Linked DNA regions of Oryzias latipes: region 2 is linked to region 1. The links are chromatin contacts, called in public Hi-C maps. All regions are on one chromosome and are shown on one strand. Each heading gives the region's core, a stretch centred on a gene start, on an enhancer-like site or on the middle of the called end of the contact. The rest is flanking DNA. Distances are from core to core; before and after follow the strand shown.

Region 1 (5,410 bases), core at 1,276-3,775:
ATTCAACTAAAACTGCACCTTTTTAGTAGAAACAGTGTAGCTTTGATTTAAATAAATTGGAACACAAATCGATACTTTTGCTGTATCCTGATGGATGCATCAGGCTTAAATATGTTGGCCAAAATGTTGTCTAAATAAAAACCACATGGGGTTTAAGAAAATAAATGAAAGTAGAAGTCTCCCAACTTTTTATTAACTGTTAAAGTAAACAGATTTTTAATACCATAATGAATGCTCCTAATGCAAACAAGGTGCATCCACAAATAACCACCTTTGGTGCACAAAATACTCTGAAACATGAAAGTTTTTTAAACAGTCAAATCTGTAACACAATTAGGCTTAATATTGAACTGAAAACATAACAACAAAATGAAAAGGTTTTGAATTCTGCTGTCATGACGACTGGATTTGGAAAATTAATGAGAAAATAACATCACCTGAAGAGTTAAAAAAAGAAAAAAGTTAAATTGATCCTAAACTAGGTTACTGTTAAAAGGCACTTTTGCTGTTCTGTATCAAGTGAGCTTTAGTGTCATCACATCCCATCGCTGTTCCAGACAATAAGCCCTTTGTTCACGTCTCATTCCTGAGCTTTCTCCCACCCAAAAACCCTGTTAGACCACAGCGTGCTCTGCTGCTACAATGACAAGTGGGTCCTTTTCTGCTGCGAAGAGATTTAAAGTTGTTTTGTTTTGTTAACCAGGACTTTAAGATGTGTTGTGGGGCTACAACTCAGCTTTCTAATAGGTCAACCACTCACACAGAACACACCCTCCTGATAAAAAGTTAGATGGTCAGTAAGATGTGAAATTATAAAAGACATAGATTACATAGACATAGATTTTCCCATAAACATCAGGTAATAAGCTTCCTTCAAATTCCAATTCCAAATGTCTACTTTAGGAAAATATGAACAAAGTCATAAAAGTAAAGCAAAGGAAAAAAGAAAAAAAATGTGTTTTTGGTGTGTTTTAATTTGATTTTGGCTTGGAAACAGCCTCAGCCCGACTGTCTTCTTTGCCCTTTTCTGGCACCGGCTTGTTGTCAAAGTTCCAGTCCACAGGGTTCAGCAGCTGCATGGTCTTCTTATGCGTCCAGATGGGGTTGATGATAAGAGTGAGCAGAGCCAGACCAGAGAAGAACAGCAGGCGCTGCGACAGCGCCACGTAGGTGCTGAGCTCCGACCAGTGGGTCACCGCAATCCACCACATGTAATAGGTGAGCACCATACGACAGTGGAACATGTGGATCATCACCCACTGGTTGGCTCTCCAGAATAAGGTGCGTGCCCATCCAGCCTGTCAGAAAGAGCAAAGACACATTTTTGGGCAACTCTAATAATATTGTGTTCTAAAAGAGTTTGTGGCTTTCAAAACAAGCTTCCTGTTTTTAAGAACTAAGAGGAACCAAAACTTGTTCAGACCTAAAGTGACCTAAAAACAAAAAAAGAAAAAGATGATTTAAGCCGCTTACCTTCAGTAACATCCAGGAAATACAGGTAAAAGGTGTACTCATCTCCAGCAAGAGTGTGACCATAGCCAGAAAGTGGCCCTGGGAATCCCACACTACGGCCCCAGCAAACCCTGCCAGGGCAAAGAAGTGGTGTGTCGCCAGTGGTATGTCGAATGAGCCAAATACCACACTGGATGTATGAAGCGCCACATTCTCAAAGAAAAAAAAGCCTGTGGCTGTGAGGAGGTGAAACCACGACCAGTCCTCCTGGCCCCTGACTTTGTCTCGGCTCAAATCGGAGTCCTCAGTCAGAGCTCGAAGTCCCGCTACAGAGCTCTGGATGCCGAAAGCCGCCCGGGTTGCAGCCAGGTTCCAAAAAACTTTCTCCTTGGAGAGCAGGGAGTTGTAGGTTTGGCTCAGGAGTAGAGACAGGAGGTGAGAGAGGAGGAATACTGATGTGTAGAAACCAAATCCTAGAGCGATGAGCTGAAGGCGGTAGTCCCAGGAAAAGTACTCTGGGCTGAGGTGAGGCACAGATTGAGTATCCATCCTTTCTGAGCAAGGAAACTTTCCCAAAAAAAGTCACCTTAAATTTGGAGTTTTAGCTAGATGCATGATGAGTGAGTCATCTGCAAAAAAAATGAAAAGTACTGTTAAGAACTGGCAACTGGCATTATACACTAGTGTTAACTGAGTCAGACAAACGAAAATACAAGGCAAAACAAAGCTATTGTCTAATTGTTTCCCCCCCAAAAAAGAAAGAAGGACCAACATAATAAGATGAAAAAATAATTCATGTTCATTAAAGGACATGTGAAGCGACAACTGGTTTTGGTTAATTTATTTATCCAGTCTTCCTCACACGTGAGTCTACCTCCTTTTTCTACAGTAAGAACGTAAACATCCGGCGGCCGAGACACGTTAGCAAAATATAAATTGATGGATAGGAGCCTGACTTACCGCAGACATAGTTTACAGAACATCTTTGCACAGATTCTGGAACTAAACATTCCCACCGACGGCATCTTGCTGAAACAGGAAGTTTCGCATCACGAGATAAGAATTCAGTCACACGACAGCGGAACCGGAAATTACGCCTTATTTTACTGAAAAAAAGACAGCCTATTGGTCAGCACCGTGTAGACCGTGAATCCTATTGGTTGGCCTAAACGTTCAGGTGAATTACTTTTTATATTTTAAAGTACGTTGTACAAACTAGAGATGTTAAGATATATTTACTTTTCATTTTTTATAGTTTAATAATTTATTATTTCATGGTTATACCCTCACCCATACTTCATCTCTTAGGTTTTCACATCAGGTTTATGTAAACAATGTGTTCATGGTTATGTGAGAACTACATAATTTGAATAAATGAAACAGAGGGAATTACCAATTTATTTATTAAACACAGCTGTAAAACTTCAGTGAGAATTGTATGTTAATATTTATTTTAACTACCAAAAATATTGTGTAATTAAAAAAAATGTCTGTAAAATTTAATTTAAGTGTATTAAAATATAGTACAATTAAATTGGAATTGATATACTCACAGAATGTAGGTTTTTTTAAAGTTTATCTTTGGATCATAAAATATACAAAATTGCTGTAGTTTTTATCTAAAATTACTAATCTCCAGAAACCACACATTAAGTGGTTTTCGTGGTAATAATTAGTCTTAAATGTATGTAAGTCCAAAAGTGACCAATAATTGTTCAAAAATAGAAACCTGGTAAAGTTTTTTTGTAAATTCATAAATTCAGTTCTACTGAGCACATGTTTGAAAAAGATTCCCTTTTTTGGCACGTTGATGGTGTTCTAATGATGCATTGGAAGTTTTTGAATAATTAGCAGACCTTTTGAAAACTGCTCATCAGCAACTTCTACACTTAATGTCACAACAGTTTATGGTCATGTGAATGGAAAAACTGATTTCTATGATAATGAGACACTTACTGGTGAAGACACGGGTAATTAACTAAGCTTTGTAACCATTGCAAACTACACTCTTAACCTTTCCATTAGAACACTTGGTGTATCGTCAAAAAAACAGAGTGTCCATTTTTAACAGGTGTGCAGACACAACCTTTTGTAGTTGTGTCTTCTAGTGACATTTCTGAACGACATTTAAGGAATGGTTCAAAAATGGATACAGGTATAATATTCTGCAGCTAAATCAGAAAAAAGGGCAAGGTTATTGTCTTTAAGGCTGAAAGAGACAGGTTCAAATACTTTCTAGTTAAAAAAAGTCTACAGATTTGATTTATGTATTGTGGTCCGTCTCCCCCCAGGGTTTTATGTTTTTGTTATTAGTTAAATGGGTTTAATTGTTATTTTCTCTTAGTTGGGATAGTAAGATTTAAAAGTTCATTGTAAAGTCAAAAGTTTATGTCTTACGCTGCCATCTAGTGGCCACATGCGGTACGTAAAGTGGGAAGCTTGGTTTGGGAAAGAGAGGCACGTGCAGCGTGTTGGGGAGTGGTGCGCATGCGTGAAAAGTAAAGCTCTTTGATGTATTCAGTACCCTGTGAGAAGCCATGATCTTTTTACAAAATTAAAAGTGGCTCAAGAATAGCAAGTCTGTGGAGTTTTTTGAAGCCCTTTGTGTTTAGCTCGCCGTATAAGCTGAATCAATACATTTGGCTGAGGGCAGAAGATATTGTTAGTTTCATTTATTTGAATAGGGGGGACAGCGCATATTAATAAACATTTCTGTCAATATGCCAGAGTTAGCCAAAGGGGCTATTTTTCATCTGCAGTCCCTGGGAAGATGTTAAAAATCACCCTAAAAGATCAAAGTAAAATCACATAACATTAACATTACACATAACACATAACATTACATATATATATTAAACAGTGCATCCAATAAAATAAGCAGTTAACCTTAAATCAATTAGTGATAAAACAATCCAAAATCAGAAAAATGTAAGAACATACATGCACATAAAAGACATGACAGTAGCGAGGATCAGTGAGAGGAAATGTACTCAGTGTTGACAGCTCTGATTGTCAATGAGCCATTTCTTTAATTGTGTCTTGAATAAATGATATGTGTTTTGATTTCTGATACTAACAGGTTTCGTGAAGTTCCACTCAGTAGCAGCTCTAACAGAAAAAGCATTCTGACCAAAAACGCTTTTTCTGAAGGGAATGATACAGTCTCCTCTGACTGCACTCCGAGTTCTGCTGTGATCTGCTGTCCGGATGTTAATAAACTGGTGAAGAGGAGGGGATGATAAGCATTCAATTGAATTTATTCAAAGTAAATCTCCAAGTCTCTAGATGTTTCTTCACCCACTCCCCGCTTTTACTACAGATCACAATGTCATCTGCAAATATCACGATCCACAGAAATTATTATCTAACTGTATCTGTCAGTCTGTCCGTCACTGCAGGAGACAAGAAAGAGTTTAAGGAGTTTCTCCCGGATGATTGGACTTCAACTCCTCCCTAAAGCCATATATCACTCTTCCTTTTTTCAACTTTCTACGTTTCAACTTTCACATCCTCTTCCCTCTTCTTGATTTCAGGAGGTCCCCTCCATCACACTCACCGGTGAACATCCAGCGCTCAGACATTGAGATTGTGGCCCTGGGTGTTCACCTTAACAACAAATTCGTCTGTGGTCTGGCAACACGGATGCTCCGTTTAACCCTTGTGCTATCCTAGGCCCTTTAACATTGGGAGTGAGGTCATCTAGATCCCACAAGACAGTGTGCTGAACCTTTCTTCTTCAATGATTTGTGATCTTCACTGGTGTCCATGGATTACATGAAATCCTCTCCATGTTTATCCACCTTTGTCAGTCAGAACACGTCAATGGTCATCTTGACCTTATTGGGTGGCACAGGGGATAAGAAGGGCCTTACCTACCTAGGAGACTGAGGTTCTTTGGTGTGTGCAGACAGCTGCTAAGGACTTTCTATGACACTGTGGTGGCCTCAGTAGTCCTTTT
Region 2 (5,410 bases), core at 824-3,323, 240 kb after region 1:
TAAAAGTTTGCGTTTAGCTCAACGGCAAGAGGGCAAGAACTTCTAAATCCCATAAAGACCAAAACAACATCATCTAAAAAAAAGTATCTTATTAAGCTGAAGTAAAATTCATAAATTCTTATGATTAGAAAAAAAATGAACTTTCAAACTTTCTGACCCCTTTTGATAAAAGAAAATGTTTAGTTGCTGTACATGTGTCTACACTGGTACTCAACGCTTAGAAAGTACTGTAGTGCATAAAAGCTTTAGCTTTACATGGTTTAAGCTGCCAAAATATTTGTCTTTTAGCTTTTGTATGTTTTCCTTTCCAGTTTTTTTACCCACTCTGTAGACGAGCACTTCTGCTTTGTGCTGTGATTGCATCAGTTCTTTGTTTCAAGCTTTAAAAAAGCAAGAATTAGTATGAGAAAGTCCAAAAGATTCGATTTTTCTTCCCTTTTACACTGTCAAAAGTGCCTCAGTGTTCTATCTGCGTGTGTCCTTGGTTGTGCTTTGCAAAAAATAATAAAGCAAAAGCGAATGCAGGCCCATACAAGCATGCCCTATTCATTTCCACATCACCTGAAGTTTCTCATGCATCCACACTCTCACACACACCTGGAACTGCTTTGACAACTTTGAAGGCAGGTCTGTTGCCAAAGCTGTACACGTCAAACTGGAAAAAACGTGCCTTTGATTGTGAAATGTATGTATCTAGTGTTAAAAAAATGCAAAAGCAATAAAGAGTTAAAAATATTCCTGTCAGTGTTGAGTGTACATTTGGGGAAATGAAAGGACGTGAACGTCTGGTCACTGGTTTTTAATTTAAGTCGAGGAATTACCAACTGTGTTCTAAGTCATGTCTTTTACTGCCCTCTAATGGTCAAAAAGAGGATGTGCAGGCACTTTTTTTTGACACCACCTAGTGCAGGGCTCTGCAACCTGTGGCTCTCTAGATAAAGAAAAATAAAACGTTTTGAATTGTAAAATTTAACTAAAGTAAAATAAAATACCTCAAACTTCATTCCAGTCATTCAAAAACAGAAGGACATACATATCACAAGTCGTACTAAGGCTTTTTGACAGATTTTTGTACCACAGACATCAATTGGAGGGCAGTACACAAAAGCCAGAATAAAGGCACACAAAATTCTATTTTTAACACATTTAAAGATTTTAAGTCCACCTTATGGTGCGAAAAATGCCGTAATTAGCTCTGACTTAATTTTAATGAAATTTACAAATTTCTTGCCCAGATTCACTACAATCACTGCTGACATTTTACTACCCATTACTGAATTACTGAACTTCTGTCAAAAGTTATAAACTTTTTTGTATTTGGGAGGGAAAAAAAGCTATTTTCTCTTTATGTATGTGTTTATGTAAGCCAAAAAACTGCATAAAACCTGTTTGTTATATTTATCATATTAGTAACATACATACAAATTATTTTTCTAGAGTAAAGTCAGATTTTGCGGCTCCTAATGGTTGTGGTCAGTGAGAAACTGACCCTAGTGGATCTTTAAGTGTTGAAAGCTGCAGACCCCTGATCTCAGGGTTTCAAAGATCCTTTATTTTCTCTTTAACTTGCTTTATTATCTTTTAAAGAAATAAAATTTTTAATATATTTTGAACTTTAGGGATGACTGGCATAAAAGGTGAAAGCATTTCCTTTTCCTAAGGTTTAATTAAATTAAATTTGGAGACTCCTTGTCACGTTTTAATATCCATTTTGGGACATAAGGTTCATAAAATGTTGAAAAGAAAAGATTCTTTAGAACATGACTGATCTGTAAAGCAGCAAAATTGCATCTCCCTGTGATTACTTTGTCCCCAATTTCATAAACTGAGTCACCATCATGGGGTAAAAAGTCTTTTTAGCTTTCACTATGAATGAATGAGAACGGCTGGACAGGAGCAGGAATTGTCAGAGTGACAGTTGAGACTCATCCCCCTCAAGGCAAAGATGTAAAGAATATGAGGAAAAATTCCAAAGGAACGGAATAACAATGTGTTTTGGGTTTATTGGCACAAAAGCAGGGGGTGGAGTTGTCATTTGTTGCTTTATTAACATGAAGCAGAAATGTGTCAGGTGATTTGAAAGCAAACGTGTAACCGAGGAGGTCGCTGGACAACATGAAGCAGGTCTGGATCCTCATTTTGATTTTCTCTGCTTCGGGTTTGAGCTCATCCAAGTAAGTCCTGTTGTTTATGTGAAGGTAGATGTCGTTTTTTTTTTGCCTCCACGCCCTCAGTCATGGCAGGACTGATCTTTAAAAGTCCTCTTTCCCTGCTGTTCTAGTACAACAACGTTTCTGATCTCAGCTCCAGAGATGCTGCATGCCGGTGCACCCACTCCACTGGCTGTCACCCTCTTCTCTGACTTTTCTGCGAGCGTGACAGCTGAGTTGGTGCATGGCAACACCAAAGTAGCTCTGACACAGAACTTCCAAGGAGGTGACACTTCAATTATACTCAGATTTGATTTTCTTGTGGCGGTCAAAACAAACTAAAACATATTTTTGTTTTTAAGGTTCAACCAGTGTTGTTTTTCTTCCTCCTGTGAGTCAAAGTCTCTCATTTTTCAGTAAGTAAATACAATAAGGAAAAAATTCTTTACATTTAATATGTTTCTTATCTTCATTCCAGCTTCCTGGCTCCATACCAGACAACTCCCTCTTGAAGTTGAACGTTTGGGGCTACAAGGACAACCGGATCATCTTTGCCAACACGACCGACATCACCTTCAGCCACAGGAATGTCTCTTCCTTCATTCAAACGGACAGATCGTCTTACAGACCGGGCAGCACCATCAAAATCAGAGTTGTGTTTATCCAGCTGGATAACCGTCCCTACAGAGGGAAACTGAACATTTCTCTGCAGGTGAGTCACATTCTCTGAATTTGGTGCATTTTGAGTATCCCGTTCCCAAAAAATTTACCACAATAAAAAAGTGAACATTGGATCAGACGAGGGACCAGATAAGTCTCTCAAAAAATATGTTAGGCATCCCAACAATGATTAGAAATTAATTTGTGACTATCTTTGTTTTAAATTCAGCCCCTGATGGGACAATCTGACTTCTGTATGATTATAATAAAACTTATGTCTTCCAGTTTCTTGGTAATCACCTGTCCCTTGTGTAATACAACCCTTTATTAGTATATTTCATTTGATTCTAAATTATTTTAGTCTAAGTTCAACTTTGAGCCCTGTAGCAACAGTGTTTTCTTTTTGTTATGGGGTTATAGATTTTAACTAAATCTACACTAACTACAATATGGAGCATCATGTGGAATGAGGAAAACAAGTAATCCATATTCTAAGACATAATTATTTTCCCTGAACAACAGTAAATATAGTTTTTGCATGTAACAGAGTTGAAAGGTTGAGCTTGACTGTGTCAATCTGAAAATAAAGGATAGTGTGAGTGGGAAAAACATTTAGTGATGTCAGCTCCTTAAGAAGTTGGACTAAATAAAAATAAAATAATAAAAAAGGGAGGTTTGATGGGTTTGTATGGGGTTGAACAAAACTGAGCGACATAAGAAGATGGTGGCACATAATAAATAATTTATGTTTTTTTTTTACATATTACTTTTATTTAGGTGAAAGCAGAAAACAAATGATTACTTTAGAGAAAAAAAGCTATTATTATTTTTTTATATCATTTTCAATAAAGATTTGTGTGAAATAATGTAGAGATACATTGATCTTTTTTTAAACAAAGTTTGGGGTTTACTTTAATATAAAATGATTTGAGGTAAGGTGAGTATCTTTACTTTTTTTTGCTTAAAAGCAAATAGAAACATTAGATTCCAAAGTGTTGTCAGGTTGGAAGCATGGATGATTTTTGTCCTGCAGGATCCTAGTGGAGAAACTGCTGCTAAATGGGAGTCCACAGGGAATCTGGGAATTTTCGTACAACAATTTGCTTTGCCACCGAAGTGTCCTCTTGGAAAATGGATGATAACAACAGCAGAAAATGTAGGTTTTTAAAAAAAGAAAAGAAACAAGCTCTGCTTTGAATGCTGTTTCAAATGAAAACTATCACCTTTATGCCTCCTTTCTCCTTTTTTTTAGGACGCAACTGACAAGAAAGCGTTCACTGTGGAAGAGCCTGGTAACTGGTTTATTATTTCTAAATATGTAGATATGTGTTATACACTGTTTAATTTTTTCTATGAAGATGAAATTTCTTAAACCAGTGGGGTAACCTTCAAACTTTTACTTTGCATTGATATAGAATGACAGGTATGTAGTTATCTATTAGCATTTCCATAGAAATCAATAAAAATGATTATAGGATTTTTAAAAAACTGTTTTTCTTTTATAACAAAATAGCAAGAAAAACAGACCCCTACCTCTTTTATTTTTTTAATCATTTGGTGTCAATTAAGAGAATGAAAATGTTGTGAAAGCGTCACTCAACAGATTTTCACCATCCTGCTACGTGGTGAAGGCCAAGCTCATAGTTACTCCAAAAGAAGAAACCCTTGAAATGCCAAGAACTTTATTCATTTATTTATTTATTATCTTGTGGTCACAAAATAAAAGCTTTTTCACTTCCTGGCACTGCAAGGGTTTCATCCAAAACCACTAAATACTCTCTAAAAACTTCCAAAAGTGGCCATTCCATCATTTTTGATAATATTTTGCAGATATACCCACCAAAACTTTTTGGATATTTTGTAACATTTCATACATAATATTGTAAATAATTTGTTTGGACCTGAACATTTTTTTTGTATTTTTCCTAACTAAAACGTCTTTGAGTCTCCAAATGTTTCTTGGGACATTGTGTCATTGGTTAGAGTTTCATGATCCAAAAATGTACAAATTTGATACATGTATTAAAAAAGAAATGGTATTTTTTCATGAATCCTGCTGCTTGCAGTTGCTGAGGCTCCTCGGTTCGAAGTGTTGGTCAAGACGTCTCCATGGGTCCTCGCCGGAGACGACATTCCTGGATCAGTTCGAGCACTGTTAGTTACATTTTGAAGAGTTAAACATGGCTTATGGAAAAGTATCCCTAATCTATAGTTTGTTTTTCTTTAGTTATCGCAGTGGACAACCTGTACAAGGGACATTAGAGGTTAATCTAACCTATAATATAGCTACCAGCAGTCCCCCCTCTTTCTTGCAGGTCAAACAAACCAAGAAGGTGAGCTTTTTATTTCTCTGTTGCTCTTCGTATCCTCATTTAATCAATTGTATGTAAAAATGGATCCTAAAGGAGTTAATTGTGTAACCTGTTACAGATTTATGGATCAGCGCAATTTATATTTAGCAAAGACCAACTTCAGGGTCTGCAATCTACGGCGGGCAGCAGGGATTCGGTTGTGGTGCACATCTCTGCCCGTGTTCATGACCCCTCCACAGGTACGCTCTGTCAATGCTGCTAGATATATATATACTGTATGTGTGTGTG

The links. Hi-C and Micro-C count contacts between places; a contact is called where the count stands out from the background.
Region 2: a Hi-C map of embryo shows a contact between it and region 1, with 2.8 times the contacts expected there. The contact joins the promoter of LOC111946873 here to the promoter of cln8 in region 1. A contact is called at or near these places in 4 of 5 Hi-C or Micro-C datasets (embryo, fibroblasts and gastrula embryo).

The regions. Positions count from the first base shown.
Region 1 is chr22:15,547,881-15,553,290 of ASM223467v1, forward strand. cln8 (protein CLN8) reads right to left here and starts at 2,526. Exons shown (of 3, transcript XM_004082374.3): 1 at 2,413-2,526; 2 at 1,474-2,081; 3 at 172-1,298. The coding sequence starts at 2,001. The coding sequence ends at 972.
Region 2 is chr22:15,788,357-15,793,766 of ASM223467v1, forward strand. It overlaps LOC111946873 (CD109 antigen-like), which reads left to right and starts at 2,074. Exons shown (of 14, transcript XM_023951976.1): 1 at 2,074-2,174; 2 at 2,282-2,436; 3 at 2,513-2,541; 4 at 2,629-2,862; 5 at 3,844-3,966; 6 at 4,063-4,102; 7 at 4,877-4,964; 8 at 5,038-5,143; 9 at 5,241-5,361. The coding sequence starts at 2,116. It overlaps LOC101158152 (cytospin-A), which reads left to right. Exons shown (of 12, transcript XM_023951883.1): 12 at 1-735.